Linked DNA regions of Danio rerio: regions 1 and 3 are each linked to region 2. Evidence: chromatin contacts called from public HiCAR-type and HiChIP or PLAC-seq data. All regions are on one chromosome and are shown on one strand. The core of a region is the stretch at or near the end of the contact, and the rest is flanking DNA. Distances in the headings are between cores, read along the strand shown. Region 1 overlaps kdm6ba (lysine (K)-specific demethylase 6B, a). Region 2 holds the start of kdm6ba (lysine (K)-specific demethylase 6B, a). Region 3 holds the start of tmem88b (transmembrane protein 88 b).

The links. HiCAR-type assays count read pairs that join an accessible place to other places. HiChIP or PLAC-seq counts read pairs in DNA pulled down with a chosen protein or histone mark.
Region 1: a contact with region 2 is called in a HiCAR-type map of caudal fin, with 6 times the contacts expected there. The contact joins the enhancer-like site here to the promoter of kdm6ba in region 2. A contact is called at or near these places in 4 of 18 Hi-C or Micro-C datasets (caudal fin, embryo and gastrula embryo) and 3 of 4 datasets of contacts at active chromatin or transcription factors (caudal fin, embryo and gastrula embryo).
Region 3: an H3K4me3 HiChIP or PLAC-seq map of gastrula embryo shows a contact between it and region 2, with 8 times the contacts expected there. The contact joins the promoter of tmem88b here to the promoter of kdm6ba in region 2. A contact is called at or near these places in 1 of 18 Hi-C or Micro-C datasets (caudal fin) and 2 of 4 datasets of contacts at active chromatin or transcription factors (caudal fin and gastrula embryo).

Annotation. Positions count from the first base shown.
Region 1 is chr7:21,742,952-21,747,262 of GRCz12tu, forward strand. The region is part of intron 4 of kdm6ba (lysine (K)-specific demethylase 6B, a); the gene reads left to right. It also overlaps a transcript of efnb3b not described here. Among named protein-coding and RNA genes, the nearest start is that of tmem88b, 27 kb to the right of the region's middle. Within about 2 kb of position 1,935, at least 29 of the 62 cell types and tissues checked have an H3K27ac peak or open chromatin away from gene starts, as enhancers often do. A contact at or near this core is called in caudal fin, where this site is marked.
Region 2 is chr7:21,611,276-21,615,518 of GRCz12tu, forward strand. It overlaps kdm6ba (lysine (K)-specific demethylase 6B, a), which reads left to right and starts at 2,133. Exons shown (of 25, transcript XM_073908354.1): 1 at 2,133-2,588. It also overlaps a transcript of efnb3b not described here.
Region 3 is chr7:21,770,531-21,774,927 of GRCz12tu, forward strand. tmem88b (transmembrane protein 88 b) reads left to right here and starts at 1,743. Exons shown (of 3, transcript NM_001077144.2): 1 at 1,743-1,978. The coding sequence starts at 1,943. It also overlaps a transcript of efnb3b not described here.

The sequences.
Region 1 (4,311 bases), core at 685-3,184, 130 kb after region 2:
TAAAGCGCACTGATTGGTTCGAAGTCTTTCTCATGAAGTAATGAACAATGAAAATGAATGAACAACTCTAATGACGTCAATTTGTACCGGCTAGTACAGACAACCAATCTTTACACTGGAATTTACAAGATGATCTCATCGTCGTGACGTTGCTTTAAAATGTCTTAAACAACACAAAAACCACCAATTTTCACTTTTTAGGGTAATTTATGCATCCTAATAGTGTTTTTAGCAAAGTGTGACATATGTCAACATCTCAAAAAATGTGTTTTGACGTTTCGTGACCCTTTTAAAGACAGCATAGAAATGAAAGCTCATCCTTCTAAATGTTCATGTTACTTAGCTTCTTGTCACTAATGAATGCATACATGTTTTTGTCTAATTTAAATACGTTTTTTAATCAACATGTCTCATGTCATTTACATGACAGATTTTCAGCGTAAAATGGGAAACTTTTTATGCCTTTCCCTGAAATGTGTAATTTTCAAATGGGGTTCAGTGTTTTGGAAGCAAGAACAAACGAATATAACCAAATATATACAAGTATTGTTGATGCTCAAGTGTTTAACGCTTCTTCAGAATAGTGTGGACTCACGTCAACATTACAGCCAACAGTGTCATATAAACACTGCAGATTATAATTACACATCAGCACAGATCATGTGTCTCTTTAAATGGTGTTTTTAGTTCAGATCTGGGAGAACAAGTGCATGAACTCCTGACAGCACCAACTGCTCTGGCATACGCAATACAGCACTTTTGACAGTTTTTGCTAATGTCAAAACTAAAATTATGCATAAAACAATTTTTATGAATGTAATGGAAAATGTTTACTTTATGACCTCACTGATGTTTAAACGTAACCTTAATCTTTCAGTAAAACAGCCAACTTTTTTGGTGATGTATGCTGGACTACTCTTATTTAGTGTTTGAGTTAAACTTTGCCTCTTTTATTATTTAAATTTTTGCAAGTTGGTATCTAGATCTGTCCCAGACTAATGAATCTAACCCCCCTCCCCCCTTAATAATTTGTAATGTATGACCAAATCCAAAGGGTCACCAATTTAGTTTCTTGTTATTGACTGCACTTTTTTATTCAGAAGTATGACACGTCACATAAGTAAATTGGTTTGTGGATGACATTTCATGTTAACTTCTCTTATTATGAGTAATACCTTGTTTAATGTAATGACTAATGGTGTTTTCTCAGCAGTGCTCACCACAGTGACAGCATGGTTGTTTACCCTCCTGACAGGACATGACCACTTCAGTTACTAAGAAAAGCTTCAGGTTTCTCTTTGAGCTTCTCGCACTCTGACTGAGACCAAGATTCTAGATTCACTTACTAAAACTGCTGACTTTGATGTCATGCCAGGAATGATAATAATGATATTTAGATTTGGTTCATTTGTGTCCTTCAACTACTAATATGGTAAAATGCTTCATAGACTCCTGACATGCGATGAATGCAGACACAGACAATTATTCAGTGTTTACTGAACGTCAATGTCATATTAATGAATGTGATGTCAGCATTTATCAAATGTCTGGCAACCACAACTCAGAAGTGAACTAGGTTTGGGGCGATGACATGAAAAAGAGAGCAGGGAAAACAAATCTCCTTATAGAAGCAAGTTGTGAAGTTTTGAAAGCATAATGGGGCCAGTTGAGAACGTTTTAATTATAGTGTTATTTCTGAAAGGGTGATGAAAGGATGAGAGAGTTTTTGTGAAGTTACATGTTGGGAAGGACTGAACCAGAGTGTCACATAAGTAAGCACTGCCCGTGTCCTCAGCTGAACTCTCTCTTCTGATCAGAATGTACTCTTGCCTGCTTGTGCGCATGTTTGTGTGGAGGCTATGAGTGTGGGCTTGGAAGGCAGCTTCGCTGTTGTGACGACTCAACCTTGCATCATTGGCAGAGGCACGCACACAGAGGGAAGGGAACAGACGCAAGCCTACTGTGACGTTGTGTTTCCTTGTGCCTCTGTGTGTGATCTCTATCTGAGGTGGATTATATAATAGCCGAATGTGAGCATTCCTCCAACAGCCCCCTTTGCGAACATTCCAGATTTGCCATTTTCTTTGATCATCTCCTCTGCAGATCTTTATCATCAATCCGTGTCCTTCTTACAGCGTAACTAACTCCTTGACTATTCCACGTTGTGCTTTTCCGCATACTCGCATTCAGCTCTTTGGCTCTAAAAGTAGCCTCATGGTGGTTTCTGGCAGTAATGAGGACTGTTTCGTCATGTTGGTGGATATTCTCATACACACCACCCCAATACTATTTTAAAATAATATCCTCTATTTGAAATAGTTTTCAGTGTTACTGATGTCAGTCCTTGTATATTCAAATCAATTCATTTTTATGAGTACACGTTATATCAGTTGTCCAACTCTATGGTTGGTTAGTTGACAAGTTGATCTCCTGGAAGTTGTCAGTTGTTTGATTGGGCAGGGTTAGTTGGAGACACTCACAGACACGTGGCTATCATCTGGTTTGATGTTTTTTTTTTTTGGTGCTGATCTAGTAAATGTGACGATCAACCCAGTGACTGGAATAGTTGTTTGATGTTTGTTGTTAGGGGGATTTTTTATTTTTATCAAGCTGAGGGGCGATGCGGAGGCGAAAGGGGGGATTTTCTAATTATTATGTCATTGTAGTAACATGAATCATAAGGGATTGAAATTTTTGAATGACTTTCAAAAACACAGTTTGAACTAGAAAACAGTACTTGATGGCTGTGAAAGTGAGTGCAGATGTGATACCTTGCAGTAAACCATTAACCACCCAACCGCATTTACTCTCTTGTTTTCCCCCTGGCTGAAAGTTTCTGAATCTCTGGTTTGGTAAAACAGGAGAAAAGCCCCACTGTAAATTTACAGTGCATGTCTTTGTGCACTTGTATAATGACGACGGCACACTTTCAGAAATTCCCAATGTTGTGATTTGAAGTGGGCGTCCCGTATCACCTGACCGTAAAGACTGTTAGAGAAGGGGGCAGTGTCTGAGTTGTGGGGTAAGCCCTTTCCATGTTTGAGTCACGGGAGTTCCCCGGTTTGACTGTAGCCGGCTATCTTTTATCAGATCTAGTGTACTTATTGTAAGACAGACAAATCGAAACAAGCTTGATTAAAAATCTGTTTCGACTTTACTAGTCGACTTTACTAGAAGTCTGTATTGTTTGTAATGCAAAACATTACAATTCTCGGAAAAGCAGAGCTGTAGCAGTTTTTGTTTCTAGAAGAAATGTGGAACTGAATGGAGAAGTCTCATTCTGTTTTTGTATGTGTGTTTTTAGCATAAGCACGATGAAAATATTTGTTGTGAAAGTATTCATTCATTGTGAGTTACACCACTACCCACAACTGCCTTCATAGTCATGAACATTTTCAGGCAAGGTTTGAATTGAAGTATTGCACACTGTAAACTGTATATTTGTTTAGCTCAGATTCTCATTATTTGACTAAAACTGATCAATTCTCCACCATAATGGTTTGTATTCTGGAGCCAGGGCCTGCTTTCAACCAATTCTCAGCAAGACAAACTGGAGCCACAGGTTTCTACATACTGGTAGAACAGATGATGACACAACACTGCTAATTATTGCTTACCTGACCATAACTAATGTATAGTTATGCAGGCTTTGACTATTTCTCTTCAGGTACTTCATAGTTCATAGTACTGGGTGTGGTTTCTAGTAGGGTTGTCAAAAGTAGCAACTTTGGTACTTGAATGTAAAAAAAAAAATGTGACAATCAGCATTTCACACTTGCATTTTGAGCTGTCGAGCAGATTCTTGTACGCTGCTGATTGGCCATTGCGTACATGCACTCATGATATATGATTGTGATTTGCTCCAATGATCATCACTTCATTCTCTTCACCGAGCATCTGTAAAGATTCACGAACACCAGAATTGTAACTGATACAATGTGCTCTGTAGCATGATGCTATGATGTTTATTTAAAAACACATTGTGGAGATATTTGAATTGATCAGAAATCGTCATACAGACACTGTATTATAGTTTTCACATGTGATAGTTGGCTTTCCACATCAATACGCCTATTAGAGCCTTGCCTGTGTTTATTCAGACACCTCCCCACAATAACTCTCACCATTGTGTGTGAAAGGCACTATCATGGATTTCCTGCTCAAAGCCCATGAGTTCCCAGTGCTTCAGACAGATTTACATTAGTGTTTTTATTATTCACAATACAAAAAAAAAATGCTGATGTTTTTTTTTTCCAATAAAAGGCTGAATAATGTGAAGATGTTTTTTTTTTTTTTTTTTTTTTTTGGTAA
Region 2 (4,243 bases), core at 883-3,382:
GGGAAACTGGAGCACCCAGAGGAAATCCATGCCAACATGGGGAGAACATGCAAACTCCACACAGAAATGTTAACTGACCCAGCCGTGACTTGAACCAGTGACCTTCTTGCTGTGATGCAACAGTGCTAACCACAAGTGTTATTGTATGATATACTGATTATTACATTCATTATAGAACATTCTATTCCTTCTGCAGAGAAGACAAATGAATGCATCGCAGCAGATGAATTATTGACTCCAGTGCAACAGGTCTAATGACAATTATGTAGTATTGTGGAAAAAATGATATAATAAGCATTATTATATTTGATAGAAAGTTATAATGCTCATCAAGACTGCACATAATAAATCATAAATAAGTGATAAAATCACACTTTCTGCATTCATTCTTTTTTTACTGTGCAATAGGCTTAGAAACCCTCAATAAATAAAACTATTGATGCCAAATTTAGTTTAATCAAAAATCAATTTGATACAAATATTTTTTTAAGTTATATTTTTCATTTTATTAATATTATTAATTAGTTATTGACTGCTGTGCATAACAGGATTTGGTCCGAAAACATACACTTTAATCAAAAATATGTTTGATAAACTCCCAATTCTAGGTTTAATATTAACACCTTTTGAATTTAATTGTTGATTAACTATAAAGCGATTTTGAAGACAGCCTTGATAAACTTTGCTAGTTCCATAAATAGTTTAAGATAAAATATATTCAATAAACTATACTGTAAAATTAATAATACAGTTGTGTAGCTGTAAAAAAAAAAAAAAAAAAAAAACTTAAAATTTTAAGACAACAAACTTCAGGACATTTTTGAGTTCACTCAACTTAAATCGAGTCAAGTGCAGTAATCTGGTTACTCAAAATGTCCTGAAGTTTGTTGCCTTAAAATTTTAAGTTGAGTCAACTTTGTTTTTTACAGTGTACTCAACTGTATTATCAATTATAATAATTTTGAAAGAAAACTCCGATGCTAACCAAACTAAATTTTGATAAAATGTTTTAAATCAGGTGCGACATGGTGGCTCAGTGGTTAGCACTGTCGCCTCACAGCAAGAAGGTCGCTGGTTTGAGTCCCAGCTGGATCAGTTGGCGTTTCTGTGTGAAGTGTGCATGTTCTCCCCGTGCATGTTCTCTTCGGGTGCTCCAGTTTCCCCCACAGTCCAAAGACATGTGGTATGGGTGAATTGAATAAGTTAAATTGGCAATAGTGTATGTGAGAGAAAGTGTGTGTATGGATGTTTTCCTGAACTGGGTTGCAGCTGGAAGGGCATGTGTAAAACATATGCTGAATAAGTAGGTGGTTCATTCCGCTGTGGCGACCCTTGATGAACAAAGGGACTAAGCCGAAGGAAAATGAAAGAATGTTTTTAATCAGACTATTATGCAACGAGTTGTAAATAATCTTGTAAATAATCTATCATTAATATTCACATTACCAAAAATGCTTTATTCAGATCAATGGTGTATTCTTGATGTAACAATTTCATTTACAATGCATTTTATAACATTTTACAATGTCATACTTAAATATTTATCAACATTGGCAATCAATTGGCAATTTTTTACACTGAACAATTGTTGCCTATTTGTGGCCGTCTTTTTGAAAGAATGGGGGAAATGGCTCAGATGAATGATGGGGTTAGAAATTGTCAAATGTTTTTGCGCAGATTTGATAAATTTTAAACCTGTTCTGACAGGCTATAATCAAAGCTGAATAATAGTCACATAGGCTACGGAACACTGAGATAGGCTATTTAACTTTATAAAATGTATTGTTTGTTCAGACACTCTTGACAAAGCGTATTTAGACACTAAAGCATTTAGTATATTATTTGTTTTCATTGGACAAAAAAATATCATAAATCACCAGAAGACAATAGAAGGATTATTTGACTAGAGATGAAACAAAATCAATCCAGCCCCATCAACATCACACACACACTACTCTTGACCCCTTCAGACACCGCGCTCTTCCGATTCAGATGGAGGAATTTGGAAGTCTTGAGCGTCCGGGAGTAACGGAGGCGGGGCGGTGCGGGTCCACTCTTCTCTTCCACCGAAAAATAAACCTGCGTGAGGGGGGAAACGAGTGCGAGGGAGGAGGAGGAGAAAGAAGAAGAAGAGAAGGGGAAGCAGCTAGAAAGAGTGCAGGGGGAAACGCACGGGAGAGCGACGGAGAGAGAGAGGGGAGTGCCTGCGTTTGCAGCGGATTAAAAACTGCGCAATTTCCAGACGCGCATCTCCTGCTCACATCAAACTCGCGACTGGACGCCAGAGCTCCACTGAAAAGCCTCAGATGCGTGCTCGCGTTTTTAGAGAAGACTCTGGAACAATTTGGATGTTTGTGTCACATCATCTCCTCTCACTGTGGTTTCATAACGCAGCTGCGCCGACATTTTACAGCGTGCGATTCAAATGTATGACAGGATGAAGGTGCTGGAGAAACGCGCTCTGCGGCCGCCGTTCATTCACCAGAAGAAGAAGAACTACGCAGTTGCTTATGTAGCCTGCATTTTTACGATGAGGACATGCGAGAAGAAGAAGCCACCTCCCAGCTTGACCCTCCGTGCGTTAGCAGGTAAAGACACACACTTTCGGCACTTTGTGCTGCATGTAAACACCGCTTATGGACCGAGCATCTCGCGCCTGTTGTGTTCTGATAGCAGATTATGGTGCCGTGAGTCACTAGGTGTGAAACGCAATGAATCGTCCGGCGTGGCTTCTGCTTGGAAGCGTGATTAATTCCCGCCTTGCAGGTTGATAATTTTCACAGTCATACTGTGCGGGTGCAAACAGAAAGTCAGTGAAAGGTTTCCATATGAGTGGTGGACAAAGTTGCCCACCCTTTACCAGTAACACACGGGTGAGATCATAGTTAACGTGAACCGGGAAGACTGGAGTTCAACATTGTGTAATCGCGTCTAGTATAGAAACACTGGAATATAGCGCAGTTACGCGTGTGTTTAAATAAGCTCACATGCAAATCAAACCCTGCTTAATGCGAGGCTTTCAAATAGTTAAATAATGAAATGTCAGATAGTGGCTGAATGAGATTCGGGCCTGGCTGAGGGGGCTCGCGGGTGTCGCGTTTCTTTCGGAAATGTCATGTGGTGAAGTTGTGGCGGGATCAGAGATTTTCCAGGAAGAACATTTGAATTTTTTTCTGAGCCATGTTTTTTCTCTTCCTCTCTTCTGACTGTACGTCACCGCCCCCTTTTTTGAGAAGGGTAATCCTGCACAACTGGAGTGGCTGCACTCTCAGGACCGCATTTTTAGGACCGCATCTTTAGGACCCTATTTTTTTGTGACAGCGCCAACTGTCGGATTGGATCAAGGATGCGCTAATGGACGACACGGATGACAAGGTAAGTGTAAGTACCGATTTTCTATTAAGTTTTATTTTAAACTGTTAAAGTATGTGTTTATTTTGTAATGCTGCTGTTTTATACTGTAAAGTTATGCAGAAATGCCAGATTAGCCTGCATGATTTACCCCAAGGGTCTGGGGACTGGGACAAAAATGTTACGTGACGAGTTTTTTTTTCCAGAAGAATAAAATATGATAATAATAATAATGGATAATTTTATACAGCCAGAGTAAGAGCTACTATAACTGTTAATAATTTTCTAGAGTTCGTTTTCTAGTTTGATTAAATGCTACGACGATCGTAGTTCGTGACAATGGTTTATTGAAACATTGTTGATTTAATGGCTTGTTGACTTAACGGCGGTCTAATACGCTTAGTGACACGTGCATTAAACTAAGATGGTAAAAGCACGTTGATGTGAGAGTTTCAGATTTATCTATATTTTGCTATATTCGTGTAAAAACCATTACTCAACGTTGTATTACATTAGCACATTAAAAATTGTGCTGACTGCCTGTTAGCCCCACAATGTGTTATTAGCCTGATGTTTTGTCATCGTTTTACAGTGATGAATGAGATGTTTGACGGTTTTAAAAGTTAGGCTTATTCTGCAGGCCTTAACCATATAAAGTCTCATATCTTTAATGTATATCAGGTATGTTTTACCTGGCGAATAAGAAGTGATGGCCAATATGATTGGATTGCCTAGGCCCATTGTAGGAAGAAAAGAAAACAAACTACAGGAATATTTTCATTGAGGTTATCTCAAACTGTTGAGTTAAACTTTATAACATCTGCATACTATAAATAATTATTAAGCATTTAATAACTAGTTAATTTATTAATATTTTATTTGTTTAGCATTA
Region 3 (4,397 bases), core at 493-2,992, 160 kb after region 2:
CCCAGAGTCTTAACTCCTGTTCAAAAGGAAAAACAACAACAAAGATGATTGAGCAAAGAAATAAGTCAAATTTATTTGCCGTTTAACTTCAAAGGAAATTGGAGAGGTAAATGCCAAAATAACAACAACAACAAAAAAAACAACTAATAACATTTTAACCCCCTTACTAGCACAATAAACTTAATAAAATTCACTTACCTTCCTGACCAAAAAACATGAGAAAATGTAATAAAACAAAAAAGGCACTGTCCTCAGCACACTGGCTCTGAATATATCTCAAATTCAACACTCAGCATTCACTTTCAACAATTTCGCGAGTAAATACAACACAGTTTTTACTTCACAAAATAAACAAGCCAGGAGAGAGGAGGCTCTCCGAACAACGTTCCATTCCAGTTAAAATTGTCTTCACAAACAAGCCGGCAAGCCGCCATCAGGTGCTGGCACCTGATTCACTGCACCTTTGTGGTGATGATGAAACCTGTCAGAGAGACAGAGGCGGAGAGAAAAACTCACTACTTGAGAGATATAATATTTAATAAATAAAGGAAATACATAACAATAGTCTGTCAAGCCCTTTAAGGTTGCAAAGCTGTATAGAATTCACACCTTTAGCCTATTGCACATTTTCTGACGCTATAGTTCGAACACACATCTGAATCAGTTCATTTATGTTCCGGTCAATATGATTTAGTAGCTACAAAAATGCAACAATCTTTTAAAAAGAACAGTTTACAAAGTGAAATTTTGAATTAATTTAGATCCCTACCCACGAGAAAGAAAAAAAAAAACAGATGAAAAACAGGAAACATTCTAACTATTTGATCACTTCATATTGCCAAATTTTGTTGTCAAAAAGCTCTTTTTGAAACGTATTTTATACTATATAATTTGTATCTTTAATGTATTTTATTGTTAGTCAGATACAAACTAAAGGGAATTATGAATTCAATTCGAGCAGGTCTATAACAAAATATAGTATTTTGACAATTTCCTTTTTTTCATAGATTTGAGTTATGAATTACAGTATCGCAATACTACTTGGTATCACGATACTATAGTGTCGTAATGTGAATCAATGCTATCACGAGAACAATAGCGCATACTGGAATATAAAAGTGTTTCCATAATAGTATGAGCATCTTATCGAATAAAAAGTTTATCCTACTCCATTATGCGCACAACATTTTTATGCACATTTTAAAAATGTATGCTCATCTTGGAGTTTCCATCAAGCATTTTTTTTACCATATGCAAATTGTCCATAAAAATAGGTGGATGGAAATGTAGCTAGTAGTGACCATCACAAAGTCAAATGTGATGTCAGAACTTAATGCAAAAACAAGTCAAAACCTCTAAGAAAAACTGTTCGCGTTGGCTGACTTCCCTAAAAACTGATAGTTGCATAAGAGTTTTGTTGTGGGTGGATGATGGATAACATGAGTTTAAGCCCAGAATCCTTGGAGAGAGCAATATCAAGTAAACCAACCAAGAATGGAGGAAAACAAACACTCGCCACCGTCTGGTCTGAGCGGTTTACAGTTGAAGCACCACGGATGTGGAAGGAGTGGTGTAAATGTGAGGGTTTCATGTTCTTCTCTATCCATCAGGAGAAATTAAAGTCTTCACTTCAACTCTTTAAATAAACATGCCTTCCCCCACACAAAGGATAAAGAAGAGTAGGGCAAGGGAAAGGGGAGGAGGCATGAGGGAGGCACACAGAGAGGTACTGCTAAAACAGCCTGGCAGTAACACATCCATATCTCAGTCTGAGCTCAAACCAACTGCACTGCTGAGAACTTAAACGAGAGCAAGGATCAGCCAACGAGGACAGTAGTTTCAGAGAGGACCCTAAACTGAAAGTGTATTGTATGTTGTGTTAGAGAGAAAGAAGAAGACTGCTGGAGTGCTGCTGCTCTGCAGGAATTGAGACTGAAGGTGAATGAGACTGACCTATCAAGGGCTACAGCAGGGAAAGGTTTGGAATTTACACATGCATGAATTTGTGTTTGCTCTTTTAACTTGAATTTACAGAACTGTATTTCAGCAGCAGTGCGCATGTCTGACACATCTAATTAAATACTTCATTTGTATAGGTACACATACATTTTGAATTGTGACCCTGAATCACAAAAACAATCATACGGGTGAGATAGATTTTACAAGCCGAACTAATGAGCTTTTCGTTGATATGGTTTGATAGGATAGGACAATTTTTCCTTAAGCTTTTTTGATCATCTGCAACTTGCTTATTTATCTAAATTTTAAAGCCATTTTTTAAAAAAGCTCAACAATGGGATGTTTGTTATATTTATTCAATAAAAAAATAGGATATTTACAAAATTTCTTCATGTAACACGATTTTTGGTATAAATGAAACACAAACGTAAATTATTAACCCATACAATGTATTTGTTACTATTGCTACAAATATATTGTACCTGTGCAACATTATGGTCCAGGGTTATATGTATATACATACACTCAGTATTGGGGGAAAATTACAAGAAAGTAATGCATTACAATATTGAGTTACTTTTGCATTACTTTTTATTAACTGGCTGAGGCTTAATCTCTTTCAGAACTTTTTTTTTTTTTTAATAAAGGGGCACTGCAATTAACAATAACCTACACCTTCATTATATATAAAAAAAAAATTAGGATAATGTTATCCGAGAACTTCCTGACCTCAGTGCTATGGATGCCATATACAGACTACTTTAATTTTAATTCAGCAATTTATTTTTTAAAAGTCATTTAATTCAACTAAAAAGAACTCATTGTAATAATTGTAATAATAATATATTATTACTTTTTTAACGTAACACAAGTAATGCATTACTTTCATTGTTCCTTAGAAAAGTAATTATTACATAACTTGCGTTACTTGTAATGGGTTACCCCCAACACTGCATACACATACAAATACATTTCTAGAAACTGAAAAAAAAAAAAAAAAAAAAAAAAAACTTAAGCTCAGTCCATAATTATTACAACCAAATTATTATGTTTGGGGAAAAATATTAAATAAAATTGACAAACAAAAAAAAAAGAGCAATATACATTTAAAACATTGAGTACTTATTTTTTCTGTTTGATTGTTAATATATTGTTACATTTACAAGCGATTTAAAAATAAATATATGTATACTCCTATTCATCCTTTATGTCTACATCACTTCAAGCTAAAATACATAGTGATCAAATGTCATTGCAATTTAAATCAATCTAAGATGTGATGTGCTGAATTTAAACCTAAAACCTATAGAACTAAAAATCAATGTTACTTCCAATAAACAAAAACACTTATGAAATGTTACTCTAAACACTAAAGTTTTCTATTCTTAATCATTTAAGTTTTAGAGAAAGAACTAGGTTTTAAAAATGCTCTTGTTAGTAAAAAAAAAAAAAAAAAAAAAAAAAAGTAAGAATGTTTAGAAACCATAAAAATCTTAAGTTTATTTTGTTTCTTATTCTTTAGAAATTATTTGGATGAAAAGTTTCTTTGGGTGTCCATTGGAGGTTCTTTAAGAAACCATCTGTCAATAACAAGCCATTTCAAAACTATTTCTTGTTAAAACAGTAGCCTCAAAATATTAAATCACATTCGTTAAAAATTGAAAATAAAATGTATACATTTACTTTAATTTTAAAGTGCAAAAACAAAACTCTGCAATGCAAACGTAGTTTCCATTCAAAAAATTGCATTTCAGGCCCCAAAAACACTGAATGCTGAAATGAACACTGAATGTCAAAAATACATACATGTTTAGTTTTCTGTTTTGTTGAAAACAGTGTGTAGTATGCCCTCATAAACAAACAGCAATGTAAAACCCACATGATCAATTATTAAGAAAAACATGGATGATTACACCATTTCCAAGTTTTAGCTCTAAATTTATTCTCAGAAAAGTGGAAATAGTGTTAGCGGGTGGAGTGGTCAGTCATTCTACAGGTTTGGCATAGTGTGCTCATTTCCTGTTAGTGGTGATCTAGTGTTTGTTATATGTTGAGTCACCTGCCATATTGGCGCTAACAAACAGAATACAAAGACAGGAAGACAGCACAACGGTCAGAGAGTGTACAAACGTGTGCCTGTCACCCTCATCATGCATCACCCATGGCATGCTCAGGAGTGTTTAATGTATGCATGTGTGTGTGTGTGTGTGTGTGTGTATAAAATGGAGGCCATCCTGTATCCATTTTTAGATGATTATCTTATAGCACTGCAGCCACAGCTGTCTGGCGTGTAAAGTATTTACGTAGTTTGACCTCTGCCTATTGTTCTGGAGCCCTCTCTGGATGGTCAGCCTAACGTCTAACCTGGGCTGGGGGAAGGGCACCTTTTTTTCCAGCACTCTATAGGAGCAGAAAAGAAAAAACTGGTTTGAATTTCA